Regions from separate parts of the Mus musculus genome. Here regions 2, 3 and 4 are each linked to region 1. Evidence: chromatin contacts called from public HiChIP or PLAC-seq and promoter capture Hi-C data. All regions are on one chromosome and are shown on one strand. The core of a region is the stretch at or near the end of the contact, and the rest is flanking DNA. Distances in the headings are between cores, read along the strand shown.

Region 1 (5,790 bases), core at 2,038-4,537:
CTGCCCAGTTTCACCAGGCAGCTTCCTCCTTTCTGTCTCCATCTCAGAGCCGGTGCCTCTGGGTTTCACTGTTTTGTGCTGCCCTGACAGAGTGATTGTAATCACTGTAGGGCAGCCCGGGACTTCCCAAACACTCGTCTGGAGACCAGCTGTGTGCCTGCAGAACTCAGTTTCCTGCAGTGCTCAGATGCCCTGGGAAGTTTATGTAAGAGTGTCATGAAAGGGAGACAGTGACTCCATCAGACTTCAATTGTGCCCTAAGAAAGAGAGAGCTGCCTCAAGATCAAGCTATCTACCTGGCCGGGTCCATCGGCTTCCTGGGCTCACCACGGTACCATCATCCTCCCAGCCCCAAGTTGCCCTCCTCCTCCTCCTCCTGAACATTCTCATTCTCTCTCAACTCACTTGGTATTGTGCTTTGCAAAAAATCTTCCAAAGTTCGAAGTCACCATTGCCAAAATAGGAAATACAGAAGTTCAAGGACCAACTGAGCCCTGCCCGCCAACTAAAGTCTCTGCCCTCTGCCACCGTGTCCCCATTTGCAAAACACTGACAGCTGCACCACCTCCCCACCCCCCAGTGGATTCTGTTAAGGACTGGATGAGGCTGTGTTTGCAGATGAATCAGGACTGGCCATCATGGCTGTCAGGAAAGCCCTGAATCTCTGTGGTGTAATACAGGGATCCAGTTTAATGTTTCATCCTTCCTTCAGAGTTCTCCAAGAAGTGATTCGGGGCACCCAGGTCTTTTGCATTCCCTGGAAGTCCTCGGCTGGGGCCCTCTGGATGGCTGACAGGATAGCACAAGAGGCAGGGCCTGGGTGTACCACTCTCTGCTGCAGCTTCACACGGGTTTAAACCCGGTCATATTTTCCAGCCACACACCGGAAAACAGTTGTCCCATGTTCCCAGGAAAAGGACAGGGATTTGTTTGTTCAGTACCTGGCTGGTGTCTGCTATGCAGTGTAAAGTGTTTTATGGAGTCCTTGACACACCTTAAGAGTCCGAGCATATGAAAATCCTGTTATTTACCATCTGTTCCAATATGGATGCTCACAAAAGAACCCCTGAAGAACAAGCTACTCAACACAAAACAGCATGCATGTGGGCTTCTTCTAATTTTTTTTCTTTCCTCGGGTATGATAATTATGTGCCTAATGCAGCTTCTCCCTGGGTGCTATGCAGGAAGCAGGGAGTGTAGCAGGAAGCCCACACTCAATGCTGGTTCTGCCCCGAGCAAGGGCCAAATTATGTCAGCCCTAGGATGTGTGCCCACTTTACAGACTTCTCTAAAACTGCTGTATCCCCTCATCTCCAATGTCCCAATCCCCTCCCTATCCATCCATCAACTTGCCTATTACAACGCAGCGCTCAAGTCTCAGATAACCGGCCACCTCTGCCATGGAACCTTCCTTGTTCTCAGCCCTGTGTCCCCTTGTTAGTCTGTACTTTCCTTCCCAGAAACTGTTAAAATCTCCGCTCACTTTCTGTCTCTGGCAAGGTGGTTTCTAGAGGAAGGGGCCTGGTTTTGGCCAGCATCAGCTTGTGACTGTAAATTCTGGTATGTGGAAGAACCATCTCGATCGTCCCTTAAAACAGCCAAGGTGCAAGGCTTTAAAATTCTTATAACTCAACCAAAAACTAAAAGGAAGACAACTGAGGAAGAAACACCGCAGTGTCCTCTTTTTTAAGAGGTAAACGGGGACTAAGAAGTCATGCCCGGGTACTTGCGTCACGCCTGGGTACTTGTGTCACGCCAAGCAGTATATGTGCTTTACCAGCGGAAGGATGGGCAGTGCAGAACAGCAATTAAAACAAAGTCCTCCCACATTAAGAAGTCTGAAGTTTTCCAACATGGCTGACATGAGGGTATTCACAGTGACGAGGGTATCCCTGAGTGTGGTTCTCACTGATTGTGTGTGTGTGCGTGTGTGTGTGTGTGTGTGTGTGCTCGATGCTATGGTTCACAGATATTACTTCCAACTAGCTGAATAGCTAGGGCAGCCCAGTCCTCACAGACAAGCACCTTTCCCAGTGAGTTCCCTCGGCACAGAACATGATCCCACTCCACTTGGCATCCTCTGTCTAGGCCACTGGACATAGCACTATCCACTCCCACGGTGTTTAGACAAAGCTTGTGTCTCCACAAGCCAAGGGGGTGGTGTGCATCACTAGCTCTCAGGTCACGACGGCAGTGCTCGTGTCTGACACCCCCAAGTTGGAGGGTCCTTCTCCAGGTTCAGAGGTTGCCCAAATCTTTGACATAGTAACAGTACTTTGTCATCTACGAACTTCACACCGGAGAACCATCCAATCCAATTTCCAGGAAGAAAAAGAAAAATTTAACAAATACCTCATACTGTTTTCAGTCAGTTTCTAATTTGATGGGAGGCAGGATTGGTATTGGCACTGAGAATCATGCAATTTGCAGACCGATGGCTGGCCAAGCCTTCTCAAGGCAGTAGTGTCTTCCGTGTGACAGGTAGGCTCTGAGGGGAATAGAAAGTGACTTCTTGAGAGCAAGGGCATCCTAGTGACTCCAGCCCTTCCTTGGCTTCTGTGCCTCCTCAGAACAAAAACAGGGCTTCCAGGATAGCATGAATATGTACCTGGCAGATGACCCCACGGGCGCTGTACACCTCACAATTAGATCCCTGAAAATCATGTAAGTGACATACTCACAGTATCAGCGCCACCTGCCAATAAGTCAGGTGGACAAAGCTTGGTCTCTCACACAATTAACATCTTTGGTGACACTGGAGGGCAGACAGATGTCCTGGTCACTGAAGAGGCATCTGAGTGATACCAGGTCCCTCAAGGCGCCTATTGACACTTCTAACCTGCAGATTTAGGGCAAGAACAACCTAAAGGGCCTGGGGGTGTCATGGACTCCCACCAAGAGTCAGGTAGGGACGTTCCCTCACTGTTGGCTTAGCAGAGGGCCCTGCATAGAGGTCCCAGGACTTTCACACATGTACCTGCACGCTTGTGCTTTGCTCCTGGCCCAGTCAGTAATTCCAATTGCTACAACAGAGAGGGGAAGGGGGCAAGGGGAAGGGGAGGGGGAGGGAGAGGGGAGACAGGCTGTCCAGTCGGTGTGAGAGTTAAGAGCCCAGCCACAGAAAGCCTCAGCTGCTCTTTCACCTTGAGACAAATGCCCCAGAACTAGCTAGACTTCGCTGCCTGCTGAGGTTCCTGCGGAGGTTCCCAAGCTCCGTGGGCTGAGGGCGGAGCAACGAGGCTCCGCCTTCAGGTTGATGTCAAGCTGGCCCTGTGGATCCAGCGGCAGTCTTCAGTTCTCAGGACGCCGCCGGCCGGAGGCGTAAAGGCCGGCTCCAGTGGACGATGCCGCTGTGCGCCCAGGATGTTGTCGCGTTTGCTCCCATTCCTCGTCACGATCTCCAGCCTGAGCCTAGAATTCATTGCATACGGTAGGCTCCCCAGCGCTCGCTCTGTTGCTTTAAAGTTCACATTCGCGGGAGAATCTGCTTGGATGGGCTGGGGTCCCGCCCCAGCTCCTTCATGCTGGCAAAACGGTCTCCGGCTCACCTGCTGTTTAAGTGGAGGAGGCTAAGATTAACTGTGGCTGTTTGGGAGTGGCCAGCGATGGATGGGTAAAGCCTATAGTTTCCGTCCTGTACGTACCCTTGTTCCTCAAATCATTATCCTACCACCTCCGGACAATCCATAACTTAGCCCTCACTTTTCGGCTGTTCTGGTTCTTCCGTGGGTCTGATCGTGCCCCTTCTTAGTTAGGCTCCTCTCCCTGAACCCTACCATCTCACCCCATCCCTTCTTTCTGCCCACCCTTCCCGACCACCCTGTTAGTCTTTAGCCCACAATTCATCTCCGCTGCCTGCTGCCCACCCCCCTCACACACACACACTTTACCCACTCCTCAGCTCAGGCTAGGTTCCTGTAGCCCAGGAGAGAATGAAAAAGTGGAGAGTTGGAGGGACCAAGTGGCACAGAAGTACGAAGACCGGGGACCCCAAAACACACTTTTACAGGAGTTCAAAGTAAAAAGAGCACAGTCAGTCATGTTATCTACAGAGGCACTGGGGATGTGCCCCGCTGAACATCACAAACACGGGCTGAGGTTTTCACTCCCCCTCTCAGAGTTTTGCAACTGAAACACAACCTTGAGATTCAAAGAAAGGGGTGGGGGGGGGGAAGGGCTGGGACAAGTATGTTTTCTGAGAATGACAGGGTCACTGAAAGAGAACTGAGAACTGTGACTCTCAGAGAGCTGGCAGTTTGGAGAAGGAAAGTGTTGCAGAGCTGCCTTCAAGAGGAGACATCTTAAAGGGTCAAGAAGGCTGGAGAGGAACAAGGGCTATTGTCCTTGCAACACACTTAAGCCCGCAGAACTCATCAGGAGAATTCAATAGGAATGCTTATTGTATTGTTACAAAAAGGGCAGAGGATCTCAAGGGGGTCACTCCTCTGCTCCTGGTCATACTGGCAAGCTGCTAGCTCCAGGCTCCTGTGTCAGCTCTTTAGAACTAATAGAGTGGGAGACTACAGGTACTTCACAGCTGAGTTTTCGAGGAGGCCAGGAGGCTGGACCGCTGACGTTCATTGTCTCCATTTGAGGCTCGCCTAGGCATCTGATTATACTGATGTCCATGTCTGAGCTACAGCTTTCCTAGAAACTAGGGACTGTGGGGATACCCTGTGCCTGGACCACAAGATGTCTGTGTAGACAAGCAGGGTGCCTACGGATCCAGATAAGGTCAAGGGTCATGGCTTGGATGAGAACTCAGTCCTGGAATGTCGCTAGAACAGGAACAGGCTTTGGCCAGAGAGCCAGGGACCGGCTCATCTGAGAGCCACTCCTGGCCATTATCCTGGAATGTAACAGACCCAACTTGCCTTTGTCAGTCCCTTGTGAGGCTTCTCATCCCACATCACACAAGCATAGAAAGACAAGACTCTAGCTTTGGATTCAGACACATTCTGGATATAGACCACCACCATGCCCCTTACTGGCTCCACTGGCCTTGGGCCAACTATCTGATTCTCTGGGATTCTATTTCTTCTTCACTAAGTTCGGCATGTGTCTAGAGCCCAGAGCTGCTGTGATCACTAAACCGAACATATATATGTAAAGCACCCAGCCCCTCCCTCCCAAAGTACTCTTGCGGCTTTCACCACCCTCTTCCTAGTCCCCCGGGTACCTCTGCTTTCTCTAGTGTTAGAATTCTTTCCCCTAGGGACAGAACTGCCAAGCCCTTCCTATGTGTGGTTTGAAGCCAGATTTTTCCAGCACATCCTCCACTGGAAACCTATCCCAAACCAGTCTGAGAGCACCTACTATGAAGTGGCCCTCAAACAGTAAGGAAAGAGGCACAGGGGGACCAAATGGAGGCGGGAGGGGGGGGGGACGACTAGGTGGCTACCTTACTATTGAAATGAGACTAAAAGGGACTCTGACACATACTTGCTTGAGTGTCATATGAGTTGAGCAATGTGCTGGGACCCCTAAGGTGAGCAGCTGTTGGCTTGGAGGGCTTCCTGGTATTCTGGAAAAGCATTCATAAACCTAACTACAAGAAAGGAAACAGGGGATTGCAGAGTGGGCTCATACAGTCTTAGGGGGGAATGAGCTACTTAAATTCCCACCCAGGGGCTTTCTAGAACATGGATGTCAACAGAGACCTTGGCCAAGGGCCTGAGGACTGTTCCCTTTGTCATTAAGGAAACGTTCTGCCTGGCCTTTCCCTCCCCTCTTAAGAGGAGAAAGGTTTGGGCACAAGCTGTTCCCTCAGTGTCCGTTCTGATATCTCCT
Region 2 (5,790 bases), core at 1,357-3,856, 120 kb before region 1:
GAGGGGGAATCTTTGGGAGGTGGGGCCGAGCTAACCAAAGTGATTTGTTGGGGCAGGTCTTGGAGGTGGTAGCCACTTTTGGTTATATCCTGAGCTTTCTGCTTCCTGGTCTGTCTCAATGTAAACAAGCCACATGTGTCTGCTATCACAGACCAAGCTAGTTCACTGCCTTCCCACTATGATGAACTTTGCCCTTTCATACCACAAACAAAAAAAAAACAAACAAAAAAAAAAAACACAACGCCACAGCTCGTGTAGGGGAAATGCACAGGGACACATCTCTAGGAGCACGGCGAGAACAGCATCTGACTCCTGGGATGGCCAGCCCCCTGCCCTATGGATGCAGTCTGTGGTTCTTGGCTATGTCTGTTCTCACTTACATTCTCTGGCCATGCCTTCCTTGTTTTCCTGAGCACGTACTACATGGCCAGCCCTGTATTGATCCTGGAGATACTGTGGAGAGGCAAGACTGTGCCTTCTCCTGTCCCACAGACAAAATGGCTAGGCTTGTATACTGTCCCCATCTGTCTAGCAGCCGTAGAGAGAAAGGACACACTTACTGAGGATGAGAAGTATCCCAACGGAGAAGAGGACCACAGCAAACACCAACCCCCCAATCCTCAGGGTCTGGTAGTCTGCAAAGGGAGGAGAAGTGAGAGGTGGGAGAGAGGCGGGGCCAGGAGGTCACGCCGGCCCCTCCTGGATGGGACCACCCCCCAGGGCTGCTGAGCTCACTCACCGTAATAGAAAGGATCCTTTTCTTTCTCCTTCTCAGCTGCTGGGAAAGATGTGACATGGTCAAGAGGAAGACAGCCATACTTCCTGTGACTTCTCACCTGCCCCATAACCTCTAGTCCCCACCAAAGAGTCCTTGTGAAGGGGGTTCACTGGGCAGAGATACTGGAGATCATGGAAGATGGGCTAGCTGGGCTTGGGGGTCCTCGCCTGAATTAGAGTCTTTGGGGTCCCGGGCTCACATTATGTCTTTCATTTCCTCCAAAAGACCAGGTCTATTATCATCTAGTGACAAAGGGGGAAACTGAGACCAAGGGGTGGGGGAGGCTCGTGACCTGCATATAAAGTCAGGATGGATTAATTACAGTCTAGGCTACAATTCCACAGGAGCCCAAGGTACCTGGAGAGATTAACAGAAGGATTGCTGAACCCTTGTGGGAAACAGTGGGAGAAGGGCGTGCAGGGGGGCCCTGAACTAGGATCTGTTTTCCTCTGCTGACAGTAAGAGCCCGTGACCAGATGTAAAGTGGCCTAAGATCTCAACCCTAATGTCTGAATGGGCCAGAATCTTCTGCTGGAAAGGGCTATGTCTGCCAGTTTGGCACAGCAAGGCCCTAAAGGATTCTTACCACTCGCCAGGACCACAGGGGCCAGCAAGCTGCAGAGGACCAGCACCGTCTCCATGGTGTCTGGGGGTAAAGAAGCAAGACATTACTCCAGGGACAGAAGACCTTCCTCGGTAAGCCGTCACCCTGACAGGGCCTCGTCCTAGCCTGAGCTGTATGGGGAGCTTGTGTGACCTGAGGCCACTTCAAATCTCCGGGACCAATGCCACCTTATCAGGCTCTCATCAGACTCTCAGAGAGCTCTGTGTGGCCAATACTATTAACCCAGATGAGTCAGGACACTTAACAGGCACTGTGCTAGGTCCACACTGCAGGCCTGGAACCAGAAACTTGCTGATAATTATCGCCCTTCATAGGGGGAGCGGTAGGGCCCAGGTCAGATGACGGCTCAGGGACTCATTAGCGTGGGGCTTCTGGGCTGAAGCCTTGCCTTCCCAAGGGCTTTGGAGATGTCTCACCAGTGTCCTCCTTCCGGGCCAACTTCTGCCTCATTAAGATGTGGGGCCCTGGGCCCAGCTCCCACAGTCAACAGCCCGCCAGAAAGTGTTTTTAAGATATGTTTATATTGTATGTGTGAGTGTGTGTCTATGTGTGCATGTGTGCAGGTGTCCTTGGAGGCTAGGAAGACCAGCTCACGGCATCTCCAGGAGCTGGAGTTACAGGTGGTTAAGAGCTGTCTGATATGGGTGCTGGGAACCAAATTTGAGTCCTCTGGAAGAGCAGTAAGCATTCTAAGCACTGAGCCATCTCTCCAGACCCTAGGAAGTGTTTTTCTATCAGGTGATGGGTGGAAGACTCTTTCTGTTCCCCAAACGCTATCACAAACCCTGATGCCCATATGTGATCTTAGGTGTCCTTCCTGTTGTTTCCTGTTTTCTCAGCTTTCCCTAGAGGCCCCATCTCCTAAAGGTGATAATTGTGTTAAGGTAGTCTGGATAGGGGTTTCTAAGCATCAACCCCAGTCTCTCCTCCCACGGAAGTCACTGACCCCTCTACGTGGATCTCATCAATTTCTGGTGATGAAGTGGGGGACTCTGATGGGACACACCAGGGACATGTATCAGTGGGGTTACACTTGTCACTCTCAGACTCAGAAGACTAATACAGAGTGAGAAGTGAGAAGAATGCAAATCAGGAGCGCCCAAAGCTGCTTAATCTTTTCCATGCAGGGTAAGACGGGCCACAGCTTGAACCTGTCTAGAATGGCCGGTCCCACGCTCAGTCTAACAAGTGACCCTGCTGCCATCTACCAATCAGACACCAGGGGGCAGCAGAGCTTCATCCATGACCATTTCCAGCCAGAGTCCTGTAGGTGTCAAATCATCGCCTGCTGTGTGAACATGCACCTTGCTCTTCTTAAAAACTATGCTTGACCCAGATATCCAATAACATTGCTCAGAGTGATTCTGTGCATATGTAAGTGTTTGGGTGTCTGAGCGGGCGCATGCTCTTGCATGTGGAGCCACAAGGTCCACGTCAGATGTCTTCCTCACACACTCCGTACTTTATCTTTTGAGACAGAGCCTGGAGCTGACAGATTCTGATTCAAGGAGGCCGGCGGGCTAGCTGGCTGGCTAGCTGGCAAATTCCAGCCATCCTTCAAACTCTCCATCTTCTCAATGCTGAGACCGCTGTTAGGTGCCACTCCACATAAGTTCTGGGGATCAAACTCAGGCCCTCACACTTGAGGTAAATGCCTTACTGACTGAGCCTTCTCCCCAACCCCTAATATAGCTTTAAAGAATTATAATATGTACAGGCCCCTGGACTTGCCTTAATCAACTTTGTACTGAAGATTTATCTATGCACAGCTCTGCAGTTAATTCATGTTTAACACCTGGCATTTCATTGTGAAGGCAAACTATTGTGTACTGATCCATTCTCTTGTTGATGGACATCTGGTGTCTTTAACGTGGCATTGCTAACTTTACGTGATAGGGTTATAAACACTCACACCCAGTCTCAAGAGGAACCTGTTTATATTGCAGATGCGGGGAAGGGGGGGACCACTCATTCCTGGACACCAGAAAACATAACGACCAAACGACACTTATGGTGCACGAAGTACTCTCCTGCTTAGTTTCCTTTTAAAGGGAATACGGCTTGGCCCCTTGGCCGGTCTCACCCTGCAGCCTGGAAATGGCGGCCACGAGTGAGCATGGCTCTGAGACCACGGCTTGGGTGACAAACCGTCAGTGCTGCACAGTTAATCACTCTTCACCCGGTCATTCCCCTCCTATCATCCGGCCAGCGCGATGTGATTGATCTGCCACTCCCCATCCAGATCAGTTTGGCATTAATAGATGTCCCAATTTTTGTCAATTTCGAGGCATAAAATGTAGCATTAATCTGGTCACTTAGTAATTGGGTGTTTGACATTTCTGTTTCTTCACAGGTGATAGGATGTTCTTATCTTTTTCCTGTTTCAAATCATTTTTTTCCAATCTTGACATTAAACCTCAGTTATTGAGTATTCCAATATAATATTCCAATATAATATCTCCTCTTAGCCTGTGATTTGTCTTTTTACTTAAGAACTTTTTTTTCACATTTCATTTACTCACTCTGTGTGTGTGTGTGTGTGTGTGTGTGTGTGCGCGCGCGCGCGCGCGCGCGCATGCGCCCCAGCAGGTGTGTAGAGGTCAGATGACATCTTGGGGGGGGGGTGGGAGTTCTCGCCTATCACAGGCATCATGGGAGCAAACCCCAGGGTCAGGCCTGGTGGTAGACCCTGGAGCTCCTGAGCTGTCTTGCTGGCTCTGTCTTTACTTTTAAAAATTGTCTTACAGGGCACAGAACTTCTCAGTTCTAATATGATGATCCTATGTGTCTTTTTAAAGACATTTCTTCACACAGGTAGGCCACATTAAAGGTTTGTTTGTGCTTTGTGTTTTGTTTGTGGTATTAGGTGTCTGGATCTAAGAGACCCTAAGTCAGCAACTGGAGGAGTGCCCAGAACCACAGACATGCACCATTGAGCCCAGCTACACTCAAAACTTGTATTCCACTTGGAACTGAGGTGTGAGGTAGGGGTCTGAATCTTATTTTTCTCCCATTCTGATAACCAGATGTCCCAGAACCACTTGGAACTGCCAGCCACTTCTCGTGGTGTTCCACGTCGCCACCACAAGTCTGGTTTCTGCTTGGCTGTGTGGTTATCTCCCAGCTTCCTCTTTGGGTGTATCGGCTAATTTGTCTCTATGATACTCTCCTTAACTTTCTTTTTTTTTTTTTCAAGATTTATTTATGATTATATCTAAGTACACTGTAGCTGTCTTCAGACACACCAGAAGAGGGCGTCAGATCTCATTACAGATGGTTGTGAGCCACCATGTGGTTGCTGAAATTTGAACTCAGGACCTTTGGAAAAGCAGTCAGTGCTCTTAACCACTGAGCCATCTCTCTAGCCCCTCTCCTTAACTTTCTATGGATTCAATTGCTTTTTGCCAACTGTGGTCTGAACTTATTCAATGAGAAGTCTCAGAAATAAATAATTCATACAGTTTATAACACACAGATCATGGTAAAATCTCTCACTGTCCCAATCCATCCTGCTGCAGAACATGAGTCACCCTTCTGGTCCAACACATCCACACTGTATATACTACCCCTACCTGCCCACCAGTCACTTAGAAGCATCTCTGTTTTGGCACAACTGTTGTGTATCACTGTCCGTGTGTTTAAGTAACCCTCTAACATAACAGACACAGAGTCAAAAAAAAAAAAAAATCCTGTAAGGTGTTTTTTTCAGACAAGAAAATAAAACAAGATACACTGGGGAAAAGCCATATTTAAGAATTGTTCACTCAGGAGGCAGAGGCAGGCGGATTTCTGAGTTCGAGGCCAACCTGGTCTACAAAGTGAGTTCCAGGACAGCCAGGGCTACACTGAGAAACCCTGTCTCGAAAAATAAACAAACAAACAAACAAAAAAGAATTGTTCTTGCCAGGCAGTGGTGGCACACACCTTTAATCCCAGCACTTGGGAGGTAGAGACAGGCAGATTTCTGAGTTCAAGTCCAGCCTGCTATACAAAGTTAGTTCCAGGACAGCCAAGGCAACACAGAGAAACCCTGTCTTGAAAAACAAAAACAAACAAACAAGCTAACAAAAAATTGTTCTTATGGTTTTTTGTAATTGCTCTACATATTGCCGTTAAGCTCTTACTATGCCTAGCTTACATATTAAAATTTATCATAAGTAGATGTTATAGAGAAAACAGTATGCTTAGTGTTGAATCCTAGTTGGTTTCAGGTGTCAGTCATCTACGTGGTCTTAGGGTATATTCCCTCTGGACTATGGTAACGCATTAAATCCTGTATTTCTGTTACTATAGCTTTTTAATAATCCTGTTGGGTTGTAAGAGAGCCTTCCATCTCCTTCTCTGAATCCTTTAAGAGTATGTCCATCCTCTGGACATATACTCAAAC
Region 3 (5,790 bases), core at 2,422-4,921, 100 kb before region 1:
GGGTGCTCTTGAGCAGACCCTCTAAACCGTCCAGAGTACTTCAAAGACCAGCCACTGCTGGTCCTGATTTCCCACTCTGCAGAGGCAGCCCCTTAGGCCCCTTAAGCCTTTCAGGGCCCATGTGTGTCCTAACAGAACAGACAGGTGACTCTTGTCCAGGAAGAGTCCCTCCCCCATCCAGCCCATGAAAAGCATAGCTGACCTTGGCTTCTCAGCCATTGCCTGGTTGGTGGTGAAAGAAAAGCTTTGTCCAGAGTGGTCAGACAGTCCTTTTCCAGCTCGCTTTAGCCACACCCCACCCCAATTCCTCACACACATTGGTACCTAAGAGGAAATCGATCTTTTTCAAGATTCTAGAACCCACACACATTTAAGGGAAGGATGTGGCTTAGAAATCATAACTAAATCCCCCATGGACCAATCTGGAAACAAACGCCTAAGATCTTGGAGGCCTCAGGTTACTTGAGCACAGACAAAGCCATTTTTAGGTTGCACCAAGAGACCTGTGGTGTGTCCAACAGGATATTTGTAGAATAAATGCATTTGTTCTTGGGGAGCACAGCGCTCAGGTGTGAGCCAAGGAGCTAGAACCTGACTTTTTGTGGGCCCCAGGCTCTGTCTCATGTGACTTCTGCTTTCCCAGGGCACCCTTCTCATCTCTCCTTGCAACATCTTCCAACACATCTACAAGGTCACTTTGGAAGGGACGTCCCAATTTCCAATGGATTGATAGACGCCAAGGAAAGAGGTACGGGCTGAGCAGTGTGGAATCTAAGATCTTGCCTAAGGACATAGGCCTCTGCCACTGCTGCTTATGGGGCTTTGACTCAGTTTCCCCACCCATGTCCTGACCTAATTCTTTCTCAGGCTCTGAGGACGGTGTCTTCTTCTTCACTGTCACGTTCCCAGAAGTTAGCATACAGTAGGTGCTCAAAACCATTCAATAACTGAACAAAATGGGTTCTCCAACAGTCCAAAGGTCAAATGGAACCCAGAGGGAAACTCTTCCCTCAAGTTCCAGCCACCTGAGGATAAGTCTTGATAGTGTCCTGGCAACTCAGCAGCCCTTGGCTTGCTCTCCTAGAGGCATGAAAATGACTGGAGGGGCAAGCAAGAAGCAGGAAAACTGGGACTGGGGTAGACCAGAACTCCACACACAGCTGAGAACCCTGTTTGGCATTTCTTTGGCTCTTCTCTCTCCCTCTCTTTATCTCTATCACTCTGTGTCACTGTCTCCTCTCTCTGTCTCTCTTTCTCCTTCTTTCTGTCTCTGTCTCTCTGTCTTTCTATGTCTCTGTCTCTCTCTCTCTCACACACACATATATCTTTGATCCCTGTTCCTTCTCTCTGCCCTCTTGTGTTCTCATAACAGGCTTCCCTCCCTTCCACAGAGCCTCCTCTGTTCAGAAAGGACCATGGGTGTCAAGGAAGGAAGAACACAGCCTGGAGAGACTTAAATCCTGGTTTGTGCCCAGCCATGGCCCTGGAGTCTGGCACCTAGCAGAGGGGTTTCTCTCCTAGGATGGTTTGGGAGCTTTTCTTTGGCTTTTTCCTGTAAGGTCCCTGGGAGAAGTCAGAGGTTCCCTTCTGGGCTACTCCTTCTTGATACTCTAAGTATCCAGAATAAGGCTGAACAGGAAGGAAAGCACTCTCTGTCTGCTTAGCCTCACCCAGCCTGGTGTGTGTGTGTGTGTGTGTGTGTGTGTGTGTGTGTGTGTGTGCATGTACATGCGTGTGTACATGTATGTGTCAGTTTGTGTTACAGGTGGAGTCCCTGCATGCACACACAGAGTGAGGGCTGAGTATAAGTAACATGCATTTGGTACAGTTACTGTGTATGTAGGACAGTTGGTACAGTTACTGTGTATGTAGGACGGTTGGTACAGTTACTGTGTATGTGGGACGGGATGCAGGTCGTCTATTTGGTGTGGGTGTCGTATGTGTGTGGTGTAGTTGGTGTGTATGTGGTGTGTAGGGTGCGGGATATATTTGCCGTTTATGTGGTGGGCTGTGCATTTGGTGTCTTTGGCTTGATGTGTTGTGGTTTCATGATGTGTTACTTGGTGTTCATGTGATATAAATGTGTATGTTATGTGTGTCCACTATGCTAAAGGGCTGTGAGGGTTGACAGGTATGTGAGGCTGTGACGATATTGTGTGTAATGTGTGAGCACTTGTGTTTGTGGTGCTTGTGGTGGTGGGATGGGTAAAGGGCCAGGCAGTTTAGAACGGGAGCCAGACATAGGGTGTCCTCCTTTAAAAAGCAAAGGGTAACCAGTATCTAAGCAACCATATTGGGGGGAGGGGAGGCAATTGGAGGTGAGGAATGGGCAGAAATCTGAGGGAGGTTGAACTGGAGGGGTTTCCATGGCAACCATGAGACAGGTCACGTGCAAAAGGCCAAGTTGGAAAACAGATACACACATTCATACATCTACAATATGAGGGCAGTCAGAACACTAGTGCCAAGGGTCCTTGAGAGGGCTGAGATGCCCACTGGTCCCACTACAAAGGTAGAAATCCCAATTCCAGTAGCGCGGGAAGACAGGTTAGACAAAGGAAATAAAGACAGAGGGTACATTGATGGAGCCAAGCCTCCAGGCATCACAACCTCTGGGTCTGGAGGTTGGTGGCAGCTTGGGTGGGCCGGTATTTCCAACCTGACTGCTCCTAGGAGCAGACGCCCAGAGACCCAGTCTCTCAACCAACTCTACAGAAAAGCCCTGGGCAGACATAAAGCGGGGAGGCTCCGCCAGGGCCAGCCCCGGTTGGGAACGATGGAGATAGGGTACTAGCAGCCCTGGAAAGAAAATCGAGCTGGACAGACCAAAAGAAGGCAATGCAGTCAGATGAATCCCCTCATCCTCGAACCCCAACGCCGTCTACAGGGCCTCTTCGCCACTCCCGGAGCCCACGCCCACACCCCACAAGCACCAAGCCAGCAAATTTCCATTTTGTGTGGCCCATGTGTCCACATTCACATTCCTTCATTCCCGGGTCCTCGCATCTCCATTCCCCGCAGGGTCTCCCGCTTCCGAGTAACAAAGGGAAGCTCCCCTGCTAAAGGGTCCTCTATCCTTCTGGAGCTCCTGATGCAAGCTCAGGGCAGCCTCAAAAGCATTTTCCAGCCACCAGCATCGCCCACCGCCATTGCCTGCAACCCCATCCCGGTATCCTTAGCTTTTGGAAGCTCATCTACTTGTTTACATCTCCAAATCCATTTCCCGCCGCCCAGGCAGGGACCTGGGCACACACCCACTGAAACAAACAAGACTCGGAGGAACCTGGCGCTAGAGTGACGGATCCCCACCCAAGCCTCCTCCACTCGGAAGAAGGTGCCAACTTTGCCCACCTCCCTTGCTGCTCACCTAGGCGTTGGGTCCCCTCCGAGCGGATCCCAGAAGGACTAGCAGAGTCCAAGCAGCCGGGAGTGGCGCGCTGGGGGCAGGGCGGTGGGCGCGGCTTGCAGCTTTCCCGCCTCCCAGAGGGGGCTGACTGGTTGGCCTCCCCGGTCGCCCTCGTCCACTGGCTTCTGGGTCCCCTTGCAGACCCCTGTGATGTCGCCCGCGCCCTTCTCTCTGCGAGCTCTTCGCAAAGGGAAGTGAGGCTTGAAGAAGCAACAGGAGACGCGCGGAGGAGGCGCCCAGCGCCGGAGCGGATTTGCCAGCAGCTGTTGCTTTTTGATTCTCCCCCCCTTTGGTGAGGGTAGGAAATGAGCCAGACCAACACCGTGACAGGGCTGGTGTTTTTCGGAAATAGGAAAATCAGGGGAGAAAGGCAGAAAAATAGGAAACAACGGAGCATCAGCCACCTGCAACCTGCGTTCATTGGCTGTGTTCGCAATTAGCATGAATGGGAGCCAGAGTTAGGTGGAGTGTTGTTTGCAAATAGAGCTGGTGGGCTGTGGGGACAAGACCCTCACATGAACCAGGGTTTTGCTGCCCAGAAGCCCGTTTTCAAGACACCCATCTCCATCCCTAACTCCGGAAGGCTTTAAGAGTAGCTCTCCCCAGCCTAGTCACTAAGAGTCAAAATTCGAGGTGACAAATTAATTTAAAGATTTACATCCTAGCTCTGCAATCCTACCTGTAGCATCAGTATGAACACTCATATATGGAGTGTTCCTTTCCCTAATCTAGGAAAGGGAGGTGAGACTAACTCCCAGCAAGGGTTCCATTGACTAACTCTAAGTAATGATAGAAGAGCTTGCAAGAATGGACAGAGGTCACCCCACCCCACCCCACCACCCCCAGCAGGTTGGTATCCAGGAAGCTCTGTAGTGGGGAAGGCTGTTCTAATTAGCCAACTGAAGGGATGCTGTAGGGAGGCTGGCCTACCCTGTGCTGAAGCATTGAGGAGAGCAGCTGGCATCAGCCAATTCTAGGTCTTATCACGAGGCTTTCCTGACAACCCCTACCCCAGAAATAATGGGCTCTACTAGCAAGAGCCCAGCCCTGCCTCTCCAGCACCACAGCACCAGGACAGTTACTCATTTGTGAAGAAGAAGAAGGAAGAGGAGGAGGAGGAGGAGGAGGAGGAGGAGGAGAACAACTCTTTTAATCCCAACACTTGGGAGGCAGAGACAGGTGAATCTCTGGATTTGAGGCCAGTCTGGTCTAAAGAGAGAGTTCTAGGACAGCCAGGGATACATAGAGAAATCTTGTTTCAGGGCATGAAAATCTTCCCTTTTCAGAGGAAAAGGAAGAAGAGTTGAAAGAGGAAGAAGAGGAAGCAAACAAACAAACTTGATAATTCTGTGGCCTTTCAGCTTGGTTGAATCACTTTAACAAATGGTCCAGTCTCAAAGGCCAAGGCAAAAAAACAGATGGGAAGTCAAGGTTGCCCTAGAACTGGCAGAGAAGCCATCAATGGCTACCAGGAAGAAACTGGGTTACCTTGCTTAAGGGGAGTCTGTAGAGGATAGTTTGACCCCTTAAGCATAGGACCTTGGGCTGAAAAGACTCCACCCTGGCCCAGTTTCATAATCACTAGGGTTCCTGTGACAGTTAAAACCCTTTTATCAAAGTCTGGCTCAAGTCTTGCCAATCCACGTGGCTCCAGACAGCGGCCTGACCTTCTGTCCCAAACTTTTCCTCTGTAAGCTGAGGACTGTAATCTCCTGTCCCTTTCCACTTGCTGTGGGTGGGAGAAATGAAACCACACTGCTTACTAGTTCCCTGTCCTGGGCAAGCAGATTGGTCCTCCCTCCCAGTGCCCTTGAGTCCTGACATTTCCCACCTCTAAGTTGTCTGTTGGAGTCGCTCCTTGTAAGTGGTTGCCAGCTCAGGCTTTACAGGCCAGTTTGGGAAAGGATAGGCTGACGGGTCAGAACTTCTAAGCCCAACCACCTGTTGGTTCAGCCTGTCTCCTGCCAGAGAACATGGCCAAGCTACTTCCGGGCCTGTGTCTGATGCTGCTGATAGTCCTGGCTATGGAGGAGAGTGGAATCCAGTCTGTGAGGACTGGCCAGGGCCAGCCTCTCAAATAACCTTTCTTGTTTATCCAGGTGGAATTTGGGGGTTTCTGCTACAAAGCAACACATAGCCTTGCCCTGGGAAAGTCACATCTCCCTTCTAGGGAGTAAAGAAACACATCTGGTTCCTGCGATAAATGTGTCCACGGGTTAAAAGAGGTCACCAGCTGCCCCATTCTTTCAACACACGGATGTGAGGCGTGACTCTTCCCTGAGCCCTAGGTCAAGCTCTTTAGATACAACATTGTCCTTTATAGATAAGGGGTGAAAAGGATTTTGATCAAATGGTTCAGAGCCCCGAGAATGTAACATTTGCAA
Region 4 (5,790 bases), core at 926-3,425, 79 kb after region 1:
CTTCTGGGGGGGACCTCTCTTTATCTGCTGGGATGAATGCTTATTAACCTCTGACATCTTCTTCTTAGTGGATCAGGGTCTGGCACAGTATGGATATTTCTCATTCATCTGTTTAGTTTAGCCATTATTGAATGCTAACCACTGTGGTTACCACACACTTGGTTTCAGTTCTTTTTAATCTGGAGCTGACTAGGTTAAATGGAAAGGCTTTGCCTGTTGTGTGTAAATTGCTGTTCGTCTCGTTATCTCCTGACTAGGTGTCCGTAGGACCAGGTGCTCTGAGCTGCTCTCATCCTCGTCCTGAAAGTTACCCTCTCCGGCCAGTTTGGTGATGACCAAGGAGGCAGAAAGTTCAGGGCAAGATACACTTTCTAGGAACTTGCCTCTAGGATCTAACTCCTTTCATGAGGCCACACTCCCAAACTTTTACCGTTTCCCAATAATGCCATTGTGTTTATGAATCTATCAGTCAATTAATCCATTAAACCAATGATCTTGTCAATTCTGGAGATGTCAACACAGACATACCCAGAATGTGATTCACCATGTCCTAGGCATTTCTGTGTATGTGTGTGCACATGTTTGTGCATATGTGCATATGTGTGTACATGTCTGTATCATGTGTATGTGGAAGGCAGAGGTCGACGGTAGGTGTCTTCCTCGATTACTCTCCACCTTATTTTTGAGACAGGGTCTTTCACTGAATCTGAGGCTCACTGATTTTCTAGACTAGATAGCAGCAAGTCTCAGAGGAGTCTCCTGTCTCCACCTCCTCAGAGCCAGGATTCTAGGGGTGTACCACTACACTCAGCCTTATATGTGGGTGCTACTAATCTAAACTCAAGCCTTCATGCTTATTAACTTCAAGCAATTAACCAAGAGAGACATCTACACAGCCCTTCACAGGCATTTCTAAGTCCAGTCAAGCTGACATCATAGAGGATCAGGGGGTTGGAGAGGAACTCAGTGGATAAGAGTCCTTAACCACTGAGCTGATGCCCTCGTCTGGCCTCCACAGGTACCAGGCACAGAAATGGTACACAGACATACATGTGAGCAAAATTCCTATACACATAAAAATATTTTTAGATAGAAAAGTGTAGTTGTAAGAAGTTTGCTCCTATCTACTGCTGAAATCCTATTGTGTAGATAATCCACAATTTATTTTGCTACTCAACCATTAAGGGTTTCCCAATGTTTAGCTATTACAAACAATGCTACTGTGAAAACTCAAGAATATATATATATATATATATATATATATATATATATATATATTTCTTGTGATTACATCCCACAGTAGATCTGCTGAGCCATCAATCTATAAACCAGCCCTGTGATTACTATCAAATCACTTAATCAAAGCACTGCTATAGTTTATATCCCACTAGCAAGCATAGACATCCCAGTTGCTCCATGTCCTGTGTTCTCACCAACACTTAATATTGTCAGTGTTTTAACTTTAGCCTTTCTAATGTATGGAGGAAGAGAGAGAGAGAGAGAGTTAGTTCACTGAAGCCTGAGTTTACATTTATGTAATGAATAACGGCAGTGAACATCTTTTGACATTATTGGACATTTAAGCATCCCCTTTATTTGTTTCTACAAAAAAATACAATATATGTAAAAATAAGCAAATGATTGACAAAGGAAGAAGCAATACAGATAACAGTCGGGCAGCCAATCGTTTCTGAGGCTCCTAACGAGTCTCTACAAGTGGCAAACTAGTTGAGGCAGGTCAAATAGGGGTATGGGTGAATTTTTCATTTCATCTGGTAGCTTATACGTAGCAGGAAGAATATACCCAGGAAGTGGGCCCTGCTGGTCCAGATCTCAAAGGTTCCCTCACTCAACTTAATCTGTTCCCTTCCATTGCAGGAGTCAGACAGTGGCCAACCCCTCAACAACCGTGGTAAGTTCACATCCCCAAGTCTTTGAATCTCAGCTACTGAGTGAGCCACCATTGTGCTAATGCTATGTGTGACCTCAGTCCACCATCCATCCATTCTTCAACAAGAAGTACTAAGTACTCATACGTTCCAGGATTTGTTTAAAAAAAAAAAAAAAAAAAAAAAAAAAAAAAAGCTTGGTCTCTGGGGAATATGACCAGCAGCCTGATGGCCAAGAACAGTGACTCCCCAGGCTATTCTGCCAGACCCTGATCTGCATGGAGTTGGGTTGAGCAATAGAGCAGCGTAGGCCCTGGTCACATGGAGTTCATGCCACCAAGAATTCGGGACACTGGTGTTTTACTGTTAGGAAAGAAAATAGCTGTGGATCTCTGACTAAAGGAGACAGATAAGTGAATCAGTAAAAAGCTCCCAGCTTTAAGGGTTTTACCCCTCCTATTATATTTTCTTGAATGCTTACTTCTGAGAGCCTTCATATCGGCAAGACGAATGAACAGGGAACATATCCATAAGACAATGAGCAATCCCACTCATATTAACGTTTTATTTGAATCACAAGTTAATAATAACCAGAAACAATAACTCGGCGAGTAGAAACAGTACCTCCTTTGTGCTCTGGAGTTAATGTAACAGTAGACCACAGAGTCCCCAAAGAGCACCAGGCTTCCCATGGCTCTTCCTGTGCCTCACCCAATGAACAAACCCAACAACTGCCAAACCAGAACACCTGGTGGAAAGGAAGCTGAAAGGAGAGACCGTGCAGCTGCTCAGGTGATGGGGAACACTGTATAAACCAGGCTAGATGAGTCAGCCAGCCATGGATGGGGGTGGCGATGGGGTGAGATCTGAGCTCCTGAGTCCCAGAAGTCAGGAATAACACTCAGGTCATTTGGCACCAGAAAACCAGCCTGTGGATGTAACTCTGTGTGTGTGTGTGTGTGTGTGTGTGTGTGTGTGTGTGTGTGGTGTGTGTGTGTGTGTGTGTGTACGCTGAATTAGCCGTGAGATCCATTTGGGTTAGTAAATGAAGTCAATTACACAGCGTAAAAGGTTCAGAGTACTAAAGTCCAGAAGTAAATGTGACCAGAGTCCCTGTTGTCACTCAAGAGGGAAGGGACAGGGGAAATACCACTTTCCTGGAAGCTCTATCTAAAAGCAATGGCAGGACAAACAGACAGAAGGAACAACCACAGGCATGGAGGATATTTCTAAACTTTAGTTAAGTTCCTTCCTGAGGAATATCCCTTCCAGAGAAGGAAGAGCCAGGACACACCTTTGGGCTTGGACACAATCCAATAGATTGTTCGATAACGGTGAAAACAAGTCAACCTCATGTCCCCAGAAGCAGGTGACCAGTAAACATATCATGCATGGATGACTGAACAAAATATTGATGTGTCCGTGGCCATGGGAACAGGGTAATTATGAAGACTTGATGTAAGGACTTTTAAAAAAAACAGGACCAGCTAGTATTATTGATAAAATTACTTTGTGGCAGGTCCTAACAACTTACAGGCCATACCATGTCTTTTTTCACATCCTTAGTACTGGGCCTCTGTACAGTTAAAACTCTCCATCAGGGAGGCACAGAGTTTGAGCTTTCTTATCAGGCCATTGATACCATCATGTATGGGGCACTGGCCTCTGGCAGACATCAGTCTGAGTTTCAGCTGAGCAGAGGACTGTGGGTAGAGCCAGACACATGACTGGCACTGTCTGAGACCGAATAAAGTGAGCTTGGAGAAGGGCTGACAGGATGCGCCTAAAAGAACAGAGCCAAGGATGGATCGTTTCCCATCTCGTGGACACTAGTTGGGTGTCTACTGTGGACCTTGCTCTAGGCACTGGAGACTCGGAAATGCACAAAAGACACCGTCTTCCATGGTGGCTTCATTTCCATTTCAGGGAGGGGTGAGAGGAGACAGAAAACAAGCCAAAGTAGGTCAGAGATGATAAGTGCTTTGGGAGAAAAACAGGCAAGAGGGGAAGATGGGAAATGCACAGTGGTCTTATCTTAAACAGGAAAATCTAGAGTGGGCTCACACAGAAGAGACTTGAAAGAAAGGCTGGAAGCTGAGGGAGTGAGCCATGTAGGTGTGGAGGCAGGAGAGAGGCCGCCTGCTGCTTTCTAGGTTTCTGAGGCTCTCAAGCTTCTTGCCCAGCCCCCCCTTGGGGAGGAAGGCTCCCACATGAGTTCATTGCCTGAAGGAAAGGGACCTGAAAAGGTCCAGAGCCTGTCTCTGATGCCAACTGAGGACTTTTCGCAACCTTGTCATACCCCATCTCCTTGGCCACCCAAGTGTTCTTTTGTGTCACTGTGACCGATACACCTGACACAAACAACTTCATGGACACAGGACTCATTCTGAAATAATGCCAGGATGTTTCAGTCCATGAAAGAGTGTTAGCAGAACAATTCACATGATGTCGCAGAAAATGGGATTCACAGAAGGAAATTTTAAAAGTAGGCAAAGAAAGTAGACTCCCAAATATAAACCCTCGAGATCTACTTGCTCCAGCTCAACCTTAACTTCCCAAGTTTCTAGACATTTCCAAAATAGTATCACCATTTGGGGACCAAACATTCAAAACTGTGAGCCTGTTGTATCATTTCAGATTCCGACTATGACACTCTATGAAACAAAGGTGGGACTGCTTGATTGTTTATTTGTTTGTTTTACAATTTTCAGGCAATGGGAGCCTCCGATGTGAGCTCCCTGGTCCCAATCTCTTTCATTCCAACCCTCTTCCTCCCTGACAATGAGTGAATCCTCTCTAGGTAATAGTCTCATCACACACCCTCTCTTGTTCGGAGCGTTCAGTGGCTCCTCAGTTCTGTCAGGACAAATGCCCAACCCTAGTCTGGTATTCAAGTCTCCACAAAAGGCCTTTGTCGTTCTGCCTCCCAACAGGCTTTGACCCACTTCATACTCTAGGACACTAGATGCTCACAGCACCCCCTCTGTGCCTGGGTCTGCACTGTCCCAGAGCCTCTGTCCCGTTTCTTCATGTATCAAAGTACCACCCACTCAGGAAGCCTTTCCCAGCATTCCCCAGGTGATGTCTCTACTCTACCTTCTTCCACCTGGTGGACTGCCATTTGTCCTGTTTGCTTCTTCTCCGAGACTCTAATCTCCTTAAAGACAAGGACCATGCTGGGGACTTGCTCTGTGTTGGACTAACTTGGAGGTGGGGGCCATCATAATACATAATAACTCACAAGTGCTATCAAAACTCTGCTACCCCTTCACTGTGTGGGGGAGGCAAAAAAATAAGGCAGTGGGCAAGGGATTGGGCTCAGGTGGTAGAATACTTACCTAACATGTGTAAACCCTTGGGTTTCATCCCCAACCCTGCAGAAACCAGCAGTGGTGTTATATGCCTCAAATTCCAGCACTAGGAGGATTGAAAGCTCAAGGTCATCCTGGTCTACATATAGAATATGAGGCTAGCCTGGACTAGGTCATCTTGGTCTATTTCTCGAACATGAGGCTAGCCTGGGCTACATGATCTAGCTCTCCTGCCCTTTAAAAAAAAAAGTTATCAGAGAAACAACTGTAGTAAAGAGGAGGGAAGGACTGATAGGGGTCGAGTCTAATGTTCTCCAGCACTGCAGAGTAACCTGCAGTTGATGACATTTGATGTCCCAGAAGAGCTAGTGAGAGAATTCTGGGTGTCCCCCACATATGCACAGAAATAAATGTCCTGCACGATAAACAGTAATTACCCTGATCTTATCATTGTGTGATACATGTGTTATTATAACATACATGTGTTGAAATGTTACACTATACTCCCCAAACACAATTATGCATTGATTAAAAATGAAAACATATTCAAGAATGGGGCCAGGACAAATGATAACATTTCATATATATCA

The links. HiChIP or PLAC-seq counts read pairs in DNA pulled down with a chosen protein or histone mark. Capture Hi-C pulls out chosen DNA fragments and counts their contacts.
Region 2: a contact with region 1 is called in an H3K4me3 HiChIP or PLAC-seq map of bone marrow-derived macrophages, with 5 times the contacts expected there. The contact joins the enhancer-like site here to the promoter of Il10ra in region 1. A contact is called at or near these places in 5 of 39 promoter capture datasets (the 3T3-L1 cell line, the C10 cell line, liver and 1 more), 2 of 15 datasets of contacts at CTCF or cohesin (CD8 T cells and large pre-B cells), 2 of 484 Hi-C or Micro-C datasets (both in bone marrow-derived macrophages), 11 of 115 datasets of contacts at active chromatin or transcription factors (CD8 T cells, bone marrow-derived dendritic cells, bone marrow-derived macrophages and 5 more) and 3 of 9 other capture datasets (adipose tissue, liver and macrophages).
Region 3: a promoter capture Hi-C map of adipose tissue shows a contact between it and region 1. The contact joins the promoter of Fxyd6 here to the promoter of Il10ra in region 1. A contact is called at or near these places in 1 of 39 promoter capture datasets (the 3T3-L1 cell line), 1 of 115 datasets of contacts at active chromatin or transcription factors (microglia) and 2 of 9 other capture datasets (adipose tissue and liver).
Region 4: a contact with region 1 is called in an H3K4me3 HiChIP or PLAC-seq map of the 230-238 cell line, with 22 read pairs. The contact joins the enhancer-like site here to the promoter of Il10ra in region 1. A contact is called at or near these places in 4 of 39 promoter capture datasets (embryonic stem cells, neural stem cells and stem cell-derived epiblast-like cells), 1 of 115 datasets of contacts at active chromatin or transcription factors (the 230-238 cell line) and 2 of 9 other capture datasets (adipose tissue and embryonic stem cells).

What each region holds. Positions count from the first base shown.
Region 1 is chr9:45,266,646-45,272,435 of GRCm38.p6, reverse strand. It overlaps Il10ra (interleukin 10 receptor, alpha), which reads left to right and starts at 3,287. Exons shown (of 7, transcript NM_008348.3): 1 at 3,287-3,430; 2 at 5,216-5,336. The coding sequence starts at 3,364. It overlaps Mir7086 (microRNA 7086), which reads left to right and starts at 5,729; the gene lies at 5,729-5,790.
Region 2 is chr9:45,385,622-45,391,411 of GRCm38.p6, reverse strand. Fxyd6 (FXYD domain-containing ion transport regulator 6) reads right to left here. Exons shown (of 8, transcript NM_022004.6): 2 at 1,365-1,424; 3 at 740-778; 4 at 561-635. The coding sequence starts at 1,419. Among named protein-coding and RNA genes, the nearest start is that of Fxyd2, 18 kb to the left of the region's middle. Within about 2 kb of position 2,606, at least 23 of the 459 cell types and tissues checked have an H3K27ac peak or open chromatin away from gene starts, as enhancers often do. A contact at or near this core is called in CD8 T cells and bone marrow-derived macrophages, where this site is marked.
Region 3 is chr9:45,368,066-45,373,855 of GRCm38.p6, reverse strand. It overlaps Fxyd6 (FXYD domain-containing ion transport regulator 6), which reads right to left and starts at 3,671. Exons shown (of 8, transcript NM_022004.6): 1 at 3,368-3,671.
Region 4 is chr9:45,186,251-45,192,040 of GRCm38.p6, reverse strand. Tmprss4 (transmembrane protease, serine 4) reads left to right here. Exons shown (of 13, transcript NM_145403.3): 2 at 1,879-1,912. Among named protein-coding and RNA genes, the nearest start is that of BC049352, 6.6 kb to the left of the region's middle. Within about 2 kb of position 2,175, at least 51 of the 459 cell types and tissues checked have an H3K27ac peak or open chromatin away from gene starts, as enhancers often do. A contact at or near this core is called in the 230-238 cell line and adipose tissue, where this site is marked.